Regions from separate parts of the Mus musculus genome. Here region 2 is linked to region 1. A link is a contact called in public HiChIP or PLAC-seq data. All regions are on one chromosome and are shown on one strand. Each heading gives the region's core, a stretch centred on a gene start, on an enhancer-like site or on the middle of the called end of the contact. The rest is flanking DNA. Distances are from core to core; before and after follow the strand shown. Region 1 holds the start of Btnl2 (butyrophilin-like 2). Region 2 holds the start of Tap2 (transporter 2, ATP-binding cassette, sub-family B (MDR/TAP)).

Region 1 (6,669 bases), core at 2,339-4,838:
AGCTGTGTGGTTCCTGTGGTCTCCTGTCTCAGGATGCCCTTCCACTGGGACACCTTCTTCCCTCAGAGCTGTGTGGACCCTGGGCTCCTGAAGTCCAGGATACCCCCCATCCCCATCCAAGCAGAAGCACTTACACTGACCATGCAAAGAGTTCTGTGGGTGACAGACTGATGGCCAGGGCTAAGAACTGCCCAGTCTGAAACTTAAACATCTGGAAGTGTCGAGTATCACTGACCTCACACTCGCACAACACACTGCTGCTTCCTCTCCACCGTTTCCTATTTTCCCTTCCTCTCTCTCTCTCTCCTCCCTCTCTATATCCCTTCTCTTCCCTTCCTCTTCCCCTCTCCCTGCCCCAACTACTGATTTCTTTAGACTTTTAGCTCTCCTTAACTTTAAGGGACTTCAAGTGGTAAATCTCTGCTGAAAGGTCTTTCTATGAAAGCCAGATTGGCCAAGAATTCCTGGGCTGTCACAGGTGCTCTGCTCCTGTGATGTCATGACTTCTCTGTTCATGTGATGTCATGGCTGCTCTGCTCTTGTGAGTGCCTGTTCATCTCACCCTACCTTTTCACTCTTGTGCAGCTCATGGCCCATGAATGAGGACTCTCAAATTCAGAACGTAGTGTTCCCACCTCTGCTAACCTGACTAAGATATTCCCCCACAGATCAACCCCACCTATGCAATCCTTCCTGGGGAATTGAAGTGGAAACTTAAGGATTATTTGGAAAGTGTTGGATGGTGTTTTGCTAGAGCAAACATGTGAAGGAACATTTCGCTGAATTGACATAAGTGAAAGGATGTTCTGTTAAAGCAAGCATGTGAAAGGATACGTGATGAAGGAGTCTTCGCTAATGACATATTGGTCTGCCTTACATTGCGTAGTTGAGCTGCATTTGTCAGGACTCCATAGAGAGAAATGCACCAAAAAACTTCTGGTGACGTGCTGCAGTTTCTTGTCACTTCTTCGGACTTGGACTGATTGGCAGAGTGATGCCAGCTGAGACAGATGCCCGTGCTGAGGTCAAGACCCATGGAAGAAACGTGGTTTGGAGGGTATAAATAGAACTTGGCAGACAGTGGTAAAGGCAGAGCTTGGCTTGCTTATAGAGTTAGCTACGTAATGCTTTTGGGGTCTCTCATCTTCACTTTGCTGAGAGAGATGAAGCCAAGGACTTTTCCTGGCATCCCTCTGGGTCCCTCCTGCTGACTTGTGCTGAAGTTGAGGCCCGCTGTCTCTGCTAGGCAGTGCAACTGGTGCTGATTCATGTTTGCTATCCAGACTCTACCAAACTGACTACTGGTGTATCCAAGAAGTGTTTGTAAGTGGATCGAGCTGCCACTGCTAACCTGTGCCTGACAACACAGATGGGATTTGCTCCAAAGAACCATTTCTAAACAGGTCCACTTCCCCCATATTCTTTATTTTCCACTGCCCCCTGGTGGGTAATAGGCTAGAAGGGAGGGGTTAAAGCATTTAAGAACCATCATTAAAAATAGACTTTGAAAAAAAATAGTTACAGGGAGTCCCTTCTCAGGAGACTCTACATTGAGTCAAGGTGACAACTAAAACTAACCATTAGAAAGCCCGGAGATGCTGGTCCACACCTTTAATCCCAGCACTCAGAAGGCAGTAGCAAGTGGATCTCTGAGTTCAAGACCAGCCTGGTCTACAGAGTGAGTTCCATGACAGCCAGGGATACACAGTGAAACCCTGTCTCAAACAAAACAAAAAACAAAACAACAAAAAAAAAACAAAATAAAATAAGCAAAAAAAAAAGAAAAAAAAAGAAAGAAAGAAAGAAAGAAAAGAAAGAAAGAAAAGAAAGAAAGAAAAGAAAGAAAAGAAAGAAAGAAAGAAAGAAAGAAAGAAAGAAAGAAAAGAAAGAAAAGAAAAGGAAAAGAAAATAACCATCACAGACAGGGAACAATCCTTCTATTCTGAGGGAGAAATAGCCCTTGTATCCTTCTTAATATCTAGTCCTCCCATCCCGCACTTGGGACCTTGTCTAGACTCACTGCCTTCATCAAGACCAGTAGCTTCAAGCTAGATGGAGCAGGATTCCCTAATCCTGAGAGGGAAGAATCAGGGAAAAGCACCTTGCATGCTGTGCTGTTACACTGTTACCTTGCATGCTGTGCTGTTACACTGTTACCTTGCATGCTATGCTGTTACACTGTTACCTTGCATGCTGTGTTGTTTGTTACACTGTTACCTTGCATGCTGTGCTGTTTGTTACACTGTTACCTTGCATGCTGTGCTGTTTGTTACACTGTTACCTTGCATGCTTTGCTGTTTGTTACAGTTACCTTGCATGCTGTGCTGTTACACTGTTGCCTTGCATGCTGTGCTGTTACACTGTTGCCTTGCATGCTGTGCTGTTACACTGTTACCTTGCATGCTGTGCTGTTACACTGTTACCTTGCATGCTGTGCTGTTACACTGTTGCCTTGCATGCTGTGCTGTTACACTGTTGCCTTGCATGCTGTGCTGTTACACTGTTACCTTGCATGCTGTGCTGTTACACTGTTACCTTGCATGCTGTGCTGTTACACCGTTACCTTGCATGCTGTGCTGTTACATTGTTGCCTTGCATGCTGTGCTGTTACACTGTTGCCTTGCATGCTGTGCTGTTACACTGTTGCCTTGCATGCTGTGCTGTTACACCGTTACCTTGCATGCTGTGCTGTTACACCGTTACCTTGCATGCTGTGCTGTTACACTGTTACCTTGCATGCTGTGCTGTTACACTGTTGCCTTGCATGCTGTGCTGTTACACTGTTACCTTGCATGCTGTGCTGTTACACCGTTACCTTGCATGCTGTGCTGTTACATTGTTGCCTTGCATGCTGTGCTGTTACACTGTTGCCTTGCATGCTGTGCTGTTACACTGTTGCCTTGCATGCTGTGCTGTTACGCTCTTACAATGAAGAACAAACATTCTTCTAAATAAGTTTAAAACTGCTCTTCCCAGCTCTTGAAAGTGGATCTGGAGACCCCTCAATAGTGTGAAAGAGAATTTAGGGGATCCCCAAGAAGGACTGAAGAAAGAAGAGCACATAACAGGGGTGTCCAAGGCCCTCCATTACTAGCCATGCTCATTGTACCCACACGCTATATCAGAAAGCTTATTACATTTCTTGGGTGAAGCCTTTGTTTTCCAGTAAAAGAGAAAGAACAAAGAAAAAACACACAGGCACCTTGGCCTGATGTTCTGGTCTTGGACAGGGAACATCCCCTCCTAGACTTGGTTTTCTACTCAGTAGGGTGAAGGTTGAGTATCTGATAGACAGTCATGCTCTGCACTCTGAGGGTCCACAGACTCCGTGTTGTGAGAGAGCTTGGCCCTAGATGGGGAATCATAGAAGTTCAGCAAGCTGAAGGACAGGACAAAGTAGCCATGATTTAGGCCACTGCCAGATGTCAGGTCACCTACCTGCTGGACAGGGCATGGAGCAGGGTCCAGCCTGCGTGCTGGTGTTCTGAAGAGATAAGGGTCAACATTATCACTGTGTCTAGAAGGCTAGATGAATCAGAACAGAGCCCAAAGTCCACCTGCCTTCCTTCTGAGTTTCACTTTTGAGCAGAAGGTAAATGTGCTGCTCTGACTGGAGCCTCATTTTAGACTGACCCTCGGGGACTCAACTCTGCCTACAGATTGACACCATTCAAATCTTCCTTCACGCAAACTGGTGACGCTTCCACTTTCCTTGCCTGCTCCATCACCAGTCACTATGCTCTCCTGTCCTTAGACACCTGCTATGTGAATGAAGGACACACTTGTGACTGGGTGAGACCAACAGCCTCCATTTCACCCTAAAGGAAAGAGCAACAGGTGAGTGGCTTGGAGAGTCTCTCATGAAGGATGGACATGGGAGTGGGGGTGGGGTGGGGAGGAGTCAACTAAGATGAGGAAGTAGGTAGAGTCAGCATCCTGTCAGGAAATGGCTCTTACTTCCTGTTGATCTCCACTGCACATTTTTTAGAGAGTAGTGTTTTGAGACAGACTCCCACTCTATAGCCAATGCCGGCTTCCAACAAATGGCAATCCTCCTGCCTCAGCCTTCTGGGTGCTGAGATTATAGTGAGCTACCACAACAAGCTGAGTTTTTCCTCTTTTTAACATCATTGTCTCTTTAGCTCAGGACTGATTTTTCTTTCCAATCAAAAAACTTCCTTCAGCTCAGGTTGGCCTCAAACCAGACATTGTCTTGCCTCATCCTCTTCAGTATCTGCCTCCTGGTGTATGGAATTTCAATCTCAGGATTCACGAGAGGTAGAGGAAGGACTTCAAGGTCATCCTTGGCTGTGTTGCAAGTTAGAAGCCAACTGGACTAAGTGAGACCTGAGGGGGAGCCTAAGGGATAACGTACAGTGTAACTCCATCGTGAGAGTTCAAATGTGAGTGAGTGAGTCAGCTGTGATCAACAACTGAAAAGAACGGGGCCAGGCCATGATCTGATGATGACAGGTTTGGTGCTAGTTGTCTATTAAGATAGCATAGCCATCAGAAGTCCTAGTTTGCTTGCTATTGCTGTGATAAATATCAAGACCAAAAGCAACCTAGGAAAGAAAGGGTTAATTTCATCTTACAGCTGGCAGACCACTATGAAGGGAAATCAAGGCAGGAACCCAAGCAGTAACCTGGAGGCAGACACTGAGGCAGAGACCATGGAGCAACACTGCTTGCCCTCTGTGACTTGCTCAGCTTGTTTTTTTACATCATGCAAGCCCACCTGCCCAGGGGTGGCACTGCCCGCAGTGGGCTGGGTCCTTTCCCATCAATCGTTAATTAAGAAAAATTCCCCCACAGATTTGCTCATAGGCCAATCTGATGGAGGCAGTTCCTCAGTTAGGATCCCTTTTCTCAGATGACTCTAGCTTCTGTCGAGTTAACAAAACAAAACAAACAAAAACCAATGCAGAAACTGCAAGGCATGGTGGGTAATCACAGCTGTACTTTCTTCTATGTTTGCTCCAGGGAGGATGGTGGATTGCCCACGGTATAGTCTATCTGGCGTGGCTGCCTCCTTCCTCTTCGTCCTGCTGACTATAAAGCACCCAGGTAGGGTCCCTTCCTACCCACCCCATCCCCACTTGCTGTCATGCCCCTCAGTTCTAAAATGCACAGTCTCAAACCCAACCTGACAGTGCAGTACAAAGGGGTGCGGGCTCACACTGGCCTTTCCACCCCTCCCCCACCTCCCCATCCCCTGGCTTTGGAAAGCTTCTTGACTTAGTTGCTCATCTCTTGGGTGCGAGTGACAACTTTAGGCGGCACTGGAAGTCACCTGGAAAGCGCAACTGGAATCCATAGCTGGAGCATGCTCAGTTTTCACACAATACTCAACTCTGCGGGGAAGACCACACACGTAAATCCCACCAGCCAAAGACACAAGATCTCTAAGTATCGGAGAGAATTTTGAGCAGTATCTTAAATCTGAGTTAAGAGTACCCTTATGACTACTTTTATTTTATTAGCTTTTAATGTTGCGTGTGTGTGTGTGTGTGAGTGTGTGTGTGTGTGTGTGTGTGTAGGACAGTGTATGGGGGGGGGGTGCACCCTGCAGCTTGCATATGAGGGTCAGAAGACAATTTGCCTTAGCTGGTTCTTCTCCCCACCATGTAAATCCTGGGACTTGAACCCTGGTCTTCAGGCTTGATTGCAAGTGCTTTTCCCTGCTAAGCTTCCACTCGCTCCTCCTCCCTACACAGGGTTTTGGGTCTACCCAGGCTGGCCTCTAACTCACCTGGTAGCCAAGATGACCTTGACCTCCTGATCTTTCCTGCCTCCACCTCCCCAGGGCCGGGACTACAGAAGAAGAATGGGTACCCACGACATGAAATTCTCAAACATCACAGCACACAGAATTGTCAAACACATCTTTGATTTTTCAGATATCAAAGAACATGACTTAAGATTTGATCAGAAGACTCAAACTTTCTAGGCAAGCCTTGCCTCTAACCCACCATGAGACACTTTTGTGAAACCTACATTTGCTATTTACTGGACTCTTGCCTTCTCTGGGAGGAAAGGAAAAAACCAATCAGCACCGTCCCTGGGATGAGTGACCCAGGAAGGTAGAAGGACCCAGTGGCTTCGCTATTTACCTAAACTCAAAATGACTCCAAAATCAAGATAAAGTCCCCATGGAAACATCAACTCACATATTAATTTATCTGGGAATGAACCCCAGAGATGTGGTTGCTTTTGGTATCTTAAAGATGGATGGTTTAAGCCTGCAAAACTCAGGGCTGGAGAGGTGGCTCAGTTAAGAGTACAGAAAACTCTTCCAGAGAGCCAAGTTCAGTTCCCAGCATCTACTGCCGATGGCTCACAACCACTTGTAAGCCAGCTCCAGGGAACATGATCTCCTTTTCTGGTCTGCACACACATGTGTGTACCCACACAAATGTGCATAGTTAAAAATAAAACACTTTAAAGAAAAAAACAAATCCAGATCCCAAAAGCTCATTAACTGTGGAATTGCCTCCCAAGTGGTGACATATATTCACGCTCAAAATTTTAAATTTTAGAACACATACCATTTATTTTTAACCAGAAAATGTGCACCCTTCCATGTTTTAATTCTCTGAAACATTGACATTAAATACTTTCCTGCTTTCTGTTAACAAGTTCCAGCACCTTGGCTACTTGAAGCGAGCA
Region 2 (6,669 bases), core at 2,170-4,669, 150 kb before region 1:
CAAAGGCTTTCAGTGTGTGTGTGCTTAATGCTCATGAAAGCTGCTTATGCCACACCATTCTGGCAGAGACTTGCCCAAGAAAGGCCTGACGCCATGTTCTTTTCTCAATCGCCCACAGTGTACCACATGAAGGAAGACGGTTGGGTGAAAGTGGAGAGTTCCGATGTCAGTGACCTGCTGTACAAGTACGGAGAGGCCGCTCTGTGATGGCTGCTGGGCAGGCCTCCCCCAGCATTGGTGGCACTGGCTGGCAGACTCAGAGACCTGGGACTACTTCAGTCTTAGGAAAAAGAAGGGCTCAACCTGGGCTGGAGACAAAGCTCTGTTTACCCTCTCGGCCCCCGCACTCACAGATACCTTCTAAGTACAATAAAAGAAAAACGGTTATACATGTCTCTGGGTTGTGGCTGAATGGGGTCAGGCTGTGGGGCCCTTTGGAGGGAGAGCTAGGGCACAAACAGGAAATCAGGCGAGGCTTCCATTGAGAAGGTGTTCGCCAGGTTCTTCCTGGACGCCCTTCCCCTGCATCTCTGGGGAGGACCGTCACCCATCACTTTTCTCTTTGGAGAAGCGTTTTCATTTGGCCCTTCCTGGAGTGTCATGGTCTCGGGACTCCAGTGTGGCCCCTCATGTATGTTTTGGGGAAACTGGGAAGACTTTGTGATGACAATAAGCATGGATGCTCAAGTAACACCTGGGTGACATTGGATAGCGAATGTAAAGTTTGCTGAGGTTCAGTTTCATGTTTCACCCCTGGCTGCAAGGTGCAAGCACAATAGAGAGAGATGAGCAAGACTCTCTGGGGTGGGGGAAGCAGAGGAGAAAGTGAAAGAAAAAATGGAACCCTTGGGTCTTGTGTAAGTGCAGGACTGCTCAGCATAGGAGTGCTCAGGACAGGAGTACTCAGCACAGGAGTGCTCAGAACAGGAGTAATCTGCACAGGAGTGGTCAGGACAGGAGTGCTCAGGGCAGGATTACTCAGCACAGGAGTGCTCAGTGCAGGAGTGCTTGGTGCAGGAGTGCTCAGCTCAGGAGTGTTCAGGACAGGAGTGCTCAGGATAGGAGTGCTCAGGGCAGGAATGCTCAGCACAGGAGTACTCAGCACATGCATGCTCAGGGCAGGAGTACTCAGGACAGGAGTGCTCAGGGCAGGAGTACTCAGTGCAGGAGTGCTCAGTGCAGGAGTACTCAGCACAGGAGTGCTCAGTGCAGGAGTGCTTGGTGCAGGAGTGCTCAACATAGGAGTACACAACACAGGCATGCTCAGGACAGGCATGCTCAGGGTAGGAGTACTCAGGACAGGAGTGCTCAGGGCAGGAGTACTCAGGGCAGAAATGCTCAGCACAGGAGTACTCAGCACAGGAGTGCTCAGGGCAGGAGTACTCAGGACAGGAGTGCTCAGGGCAGGAGTACTCAGTGCAGGAGTGCTCAGTGCAGGAGTACTCAGCACAGGAGTGCTCAGTGCAGGAGTGCTTGGTGCAGGAGTGCTCAACATAGGAGTACACAACACAGGCATGCTCAGGACAGGCATGCTCAGGGTAGGAGTACTCAGGACAGGAGTGCTCAGGGCAGGAGTACTCAGGGCAGAAATGCTCAGCACAGGAGTACTCAGCACAGGAGTGCTCAGGGCAGGAGTACTCAGTGCAGGAGTGCTCAGTGCAGGAGTGCTTGGTGCAGGAGTGCTCAACATAGGAGTACACAACACAGGCATGCTCAGGACAGGCATGCTCAGGGCAGGGGTACTCAGGACAGGAGTGCTCAGGGCAGGATTACTCAGCACAGGAGTGCTCAGTGCAGGAATACTTGGTGCAGGAGTGCTCAGCTCAGGAGTGTTCAGGACAGGAGTGCTCAGGATAGGAGTGCTCAGGTCAGGAATGCTCAGCGCAGGAGTACTCAGCACATGCATGCTCAGGGCAGGAGTACTCAACACAGGCATGCTCAAGACAGGAGTGCTCAGGGCAGGAGTACTCAGGACAAGAGTGCTCAGAGCAGGAGTACTCAGGACAGGAGTGCTCAGGGCAGGAGTGTTCAGGGCACAGCACAGGAGTACTCAGCACAGTGCTCAGTGCAGGCATGCTCAGTGCAGGAGTACTCAGGACAAGAGTACTCAGTACAGAGTGTTTGGTGTAGGAGTGCTGAGTGCAGGAGTGCTCAGTGTAGCAGTGCTCAGTGCAGGAGTGCTCAGGGCAGGAGAGTTCAGCGCATGAGTGCTCCGTGCAGGAGTGGTCAAGAGCCAGGTCAGGGGTTAGAGGACTCTGAGATCCAGACAGCCAGATGGGAGCCTTCTCCACCTGGGGTAGCCCTAAAGTCCAGAGAGATAGGCATAGCCATGTAGGCCTGCTTTAAGGCCACCCCCAGCCCCCCCCCCGCCCTCAACATTTGACCTTCAAGTGACTCATGGGTAGTCACACCAGCATGTCTAAGGGGATTTTTTTTCCTTTATAGGTAGTTTCAGCCCGCAGAGTCATTTCTCCTTGTAGTGCCCTGGTGGTGGGGTGTGGTGATGAGCAGCATGGTTGATTTTCATGTCTGAGAATGGAACCTGGTGCCTCACCATGCTCTGTGAGGGCTCTTCCCTGGAGCCCAGAAGGGTGATTTCCGCAATGAACTGGGCTCTGGGGAGGAGGCCGGGTTCCCTCTTTGATGGTGTTAGCCTACAGCCTACTCTGACTACCTCACAAGCAGCAGGCCCTGGCACTGACCCAGGGCCCTCACTGCAAGTGCGGTGTGCTGCGAAGAAAGTCTGAGGACAAAGGGCCAGAGCCTCTGGGTTCAAAATCTGTGAAAGGGAACCTTTGGCCTGCTGATAGGAGCTGAGGCCTTCTTGTAAGCCCTAGTTTTACCCCAGACCCCAACTCTTGAGCTTACCTGGAAAAACAAACAAGCCCTCAAGCCTCTCTTCTCTTCCACCCTCCGTCCTTCTCTCTCCTCTCTTCCTTTTTCCAAAGGTGGGACACCTGTGTGGTCTGCTGACTGGGAGGGACCTGAAGTCACTCCCTCCTCCATTTTCCTCCCTCCCCTTCCTTCCGTCCACGACCATTCTCTTCCCTCGCCTTTCTCCTTCTCCTATGCTCTTTTCTGCCCTTTACTCCTCCTCCTCTTTCCCCTTCCTCAAACCTACTGGCAGCGAACCCTGGGCTCAGGCAAGTTTTCTCAACATCTGAACTATAGTCCCAGTTTAACCGGCGCTTCTTAAAACATGCTCGGAGGTCGGAGAAATGCAGGGTTTTTTCGTTTTTTTTTTTTGTTTGTTTTGTTTTTTTTTGTTTTTGTTTTTGTTTTTTTTTCCTTTTCAAAGCATCTCAGACCCTCAAGAGTTTTGCTAGTAGCGGCCTTGGAGGGCGAGCCTTTTTGGGAACCTGGGGCGCTCAACCCACCCGCAAATTGACAGGCGCCATCTGCTGGCGGCTGTGCGCAGCACCGCGACCACGGCAGTGAAGTGAAAGCGAAAGCCGCGGGACCCAGGCGCGCTCCCCGCGAGGGCGTCGCTGCGCACCCAGGAGATCCAGTTTGAGAAGAAGCAGATTCCAGAAGCTCTCCTGAGCTGCCGCTCCGCAGCCGCAGGTGAGTTCTTTTGGATAGAACCCGAGAGTTAGCAGGAGTGCGGCCCATTCCCAAACCCTTGGCGTCATCATCCGGTTCCCCACTCCTCGTCCCCTGTCTTGGGTCTTCTGCCGCTTACTCCCTGCCCCGTGTCCTCTGCTCCGTGCCCCTGCCCCACCCAGTGTCCCAGGTCCCCTGTCCCTCACCCCTTGCCCAAGGTCCTCTGCCCCACCCCCTTGCCCTGCGTCCCCGGTCTTCCGTCGGGCGCCGCCGGCCCAGCGCCCCTACTCAGAACCTTCTGTCCCAAGCCATCTAAGGCTACCGAACCCACCCGCATCCCGCCCCTGCACCGGGTCTCCTGGCTCTTAAAGACCCGAGGAATGGGGGCAGTGTGTCTTCTTGGGCTAACACCAACAAACTTCAGGGAGATGGATGTGGTGGCAGCAGACCGCCCCCTCCCCCACCCCCACCCCCGTGCTGTGTGTCTGAGTGTCTGTGTGTCTGTGTGACTGTGTGTGAGAATAATGCAGCCTTCCCAGCTCCGTCAGACAGTCAGTCCTAGGAGAGACTTATCTAGGAGGGGGTCTTTCCGGTGAACAAGAAGCCTCAGGGTGGATTTGGGGCAGGAGGCTCGTAACCAGGGTTGGAACTCCACAGACCTCATTTCTCCCTTTCTTTCCGCAGAACCCACCATGGCGCTGTCCTACCTGAGGCCCTGGGTCTCTCTGCTGCTGGCGGACATGGCTTTACTTGGGTTGCTACAAGGATCTCTGGGAAATCTGCTTCCCCAGGGGCTGCCAGGACTCTGGATAGAGGGCACCCTGCGACTTGGAGTGCTGTGGGGACTGCTAAAAGTGGGAGAGCTGCTGGGACTTGTGGGGACCCTTCTGCCCTTGCTCTGCCTTGCCACTCCCCTGTTTTTCTCGCTAAGAGCTCTGGTGGGAGGCACCGCGAGCACCTCAGTAGTCCGAGTGGCTTCTGCCTCTTGGGGCTGGCTGCTGGCTGGCTATGGGGCTGTTGCGCTGAGCTGGGCCGTGTGGGCTGTGCTGAGCCCGGCTGGAGTCCAGGAGAAGGAACCAGGCCAGGAGAACAGAACACTGATGAAGCGGTTGCTGAAGCTGTCCAGGCCGGACCTGCCTTTCCTCATAGCTGCCTTCTTCTTCCTTGTGGTGGCTGTGTGGGGTGAGAGGAAGAGACCACTGTGAGAGGGAGGTGGGAGAAGGGCCTTGCCAGGGCACAGCCTCCTTATCTTTCTTGCCTCTTTCAGGGGAGACATTAATCCCTCGCTATTCGGGTCGTGTAATTGACATCCTGGGAGGTGATTTCGACCCCGACGCCTTTGCAAGCGCCATCTTTTTCATGTGCCTGTTCTCTGTTGGGAGGTGAGAGATGATTGGCTTCAGGTCCCTGTAGTAGATGCGACTGGACAGGAACTGACTTTGCACAAGGCACAAATTATGTATACAGAGTTCTGCCTGCATGTACACCTACAGGCCAGAAGTGGGCACCATATCCCAGTATAGATGACGGTGAGCCACCAGGAGGTCTCTGGGAATTAAACTCAGGACCTATAGGAAGAGCAGCCAGTGCTCTTAACTTTTGAGTCATCTCTCCAGCCTGCCTTTGACTCTTTTTATCCGGACCCAGGAGCCTGCAATCTCAAGTAAACAAATAAAAATGGGGCTGCTTGGCTGGGCTTTGACTAGGATAAGAGGACCCAGATACAGAGAGTGCAGGATCTCTCTCTCTCCCTAGTCTTTCATTAGGCCTCCATTCTAGTTTTGCTGGTTTTGTTTCGTCTTTTCTCTTGTGGACTCCTTATGGACTCCTTGTGGACTCCCGACTCAGGCTTTATGTCTCTTAGGTATCCCTGTAGCTTTGACTATTGTGGTTCATACTGATCTCTTTCTGCAATTAGCATCTATGAACCTCCCTTCTACCTTTGGATCTACTCTGTCTTCTTTGGAGGATTTTCCTGTTGTAGATCCTTAGGTGTGGCCCGTTCTCAGGTATGTCCTTTTCTAAACTATGCACTGTCTTTCTTTTGTGGTCAAGGGTAGGCATGTGCACTAGAGGCCCAAGGACAGCTTGCTGGAGTCAGCCCTGTCCTTCCACTGTGTGGGGTGCAGAGATGGAACTCACACACGGTGGCAAGTGCCTTTATCACCTGAGATGCACCACACAGTGCACTTTGATTTCTTAAAAATATTCTTCCTTCGGTGGAGGGAGCAACAGTGTCAATTGGCCAGACCAGACCACCCCCCCCCCCAGCTCCTGGGCACTGGACCACCAATCAAAGAATACCCATGGCTCCGGCCGCATATGTGGCAGAGGATAGCCTTGTTGGACATCAGTAGGAGGAGAGGCCCTTGGACCTGAGGGTGTTCAATGCCCCAGTGTAGGGGAATGCCAGGAAGGGAAAGACAGGAGTGGGTGGGTGGGGGAGCACCCTCATAGAGGCAGGGGGACGGGGGATGAGATGGGGGGTTCTGAAGGGGAGACCTGGGAATGTAAATAAAAAAAAATCCACTAAAAAAAGAAGCAAAAGAAAGAAAGAACAAGAAGAAAAGAGAGAGAGAGAAAAAAGGAAAGACAAAAACAAAACAAAACAAAACAAAACAAAACAAAACAAAACAAAAAAGCCGGGCAGTGGTGGTGCACACCTTTAATCCCAGCACTTGGGAGGCAGAGGCAGGCGGATTTCTGAGTTCGAGGCCAGCCTGGTCTACAAAGTGAGTTCCAGGACAGCCAGAGCTATACAGAGAAACCCTGTCTCAAAAAACCAAAAAAAAAAAAAAAAAAAAAAAAAAAAAGGAAAAACTATTCTTCCCTCTGCTGGATCAGGTTCTTATGGCAGATGATTTTCAGATGCAGTTTCACACCTGGCTCTGTTTTATAAACCCGGTTGTTCCAGGGGCACTGCTGCTGGTTAGGGACTCTCACCTGCCATGTTGTGTGCTCAGAACCCCAGTGCCTCACACTCCCTTCTGGTCCTTCCTAAAGATGTCCCCTCCCCTTTCCTGTCCCCACCCACAACCTCAGTACTTCGCTTTGGGCCTCAGCCTGATGCCCAGGCAGCATCCTGCTGCTTTCAGTCTCTCCTGGATTAGGGAGCTAGCTCAGTGA

What was found. HiChIP or PLAC-seq counts read pairs in DNA pulled down with a chosen protein or histone mark.
Region 2: a contact with region 1 is called in an H3K27ac HiChIP or PLAC-seq map of T-cell acute lymphoblastic leukemia, with 4 times the contacts expected there. The contact joins the promoter of Tap2 here to the promoter of Btnl2 in region 1. A contact is called at or near these places in 11 of 39 promoter capture datasets (the 3T3-L1 cell line, the C10 cell line, the HPC-7 cell line and 7 more), 8 of 484 Hi-C or Micro-C datasets (B cells, LSK cells, bone marrow-derived macrophages and 3 more), 18 of 115 datasets of contacts at active chromatin or transcription factors (the 230-238 cell line, the HPC-7 cell line, the SCID.adh cell line and 10 more) and 3 of 9 other capture datasets (adipose tissue, liver and pancreatic islet).

What each region holds. Positions count from the first base shown.
Region 1 is chr17:34,351,234-34,357,902 of GRCm38.p6, forward strand. It overlaps Btnl2 (butyrophilin-like 2), which reads left to right and starts at 3,589. Exons shown (of 9, transcript NM_079835.2): 1 at 3,589-3,837; 2 at 4,984-5,067. The coding sequence starts at 4,989.
Region 2 is chr17:34,201,060-34,207,728 of GRCm38.p6, forward strand. Tap2 (transporter 2, ATP-binding cassette, sub-family B (MDR/TAP)) reads left to right here and starts at 3,420. Exons shown (of 12, transcript NM_011530.3): 1 at 3,420-3,564; 2 at 4,228-4,725; 3 at 4,811-4,925. The coding sequence starts at 4,236. It overlaps Psmb8 (proteasome (prosome, macropain) subunit, beta type 8 (large multifunctional peptidase 7)), which reads left to right. Exons shown (of 6, transcript NM_010724.2): 6 at 119-395. The coding sequence ends at 207.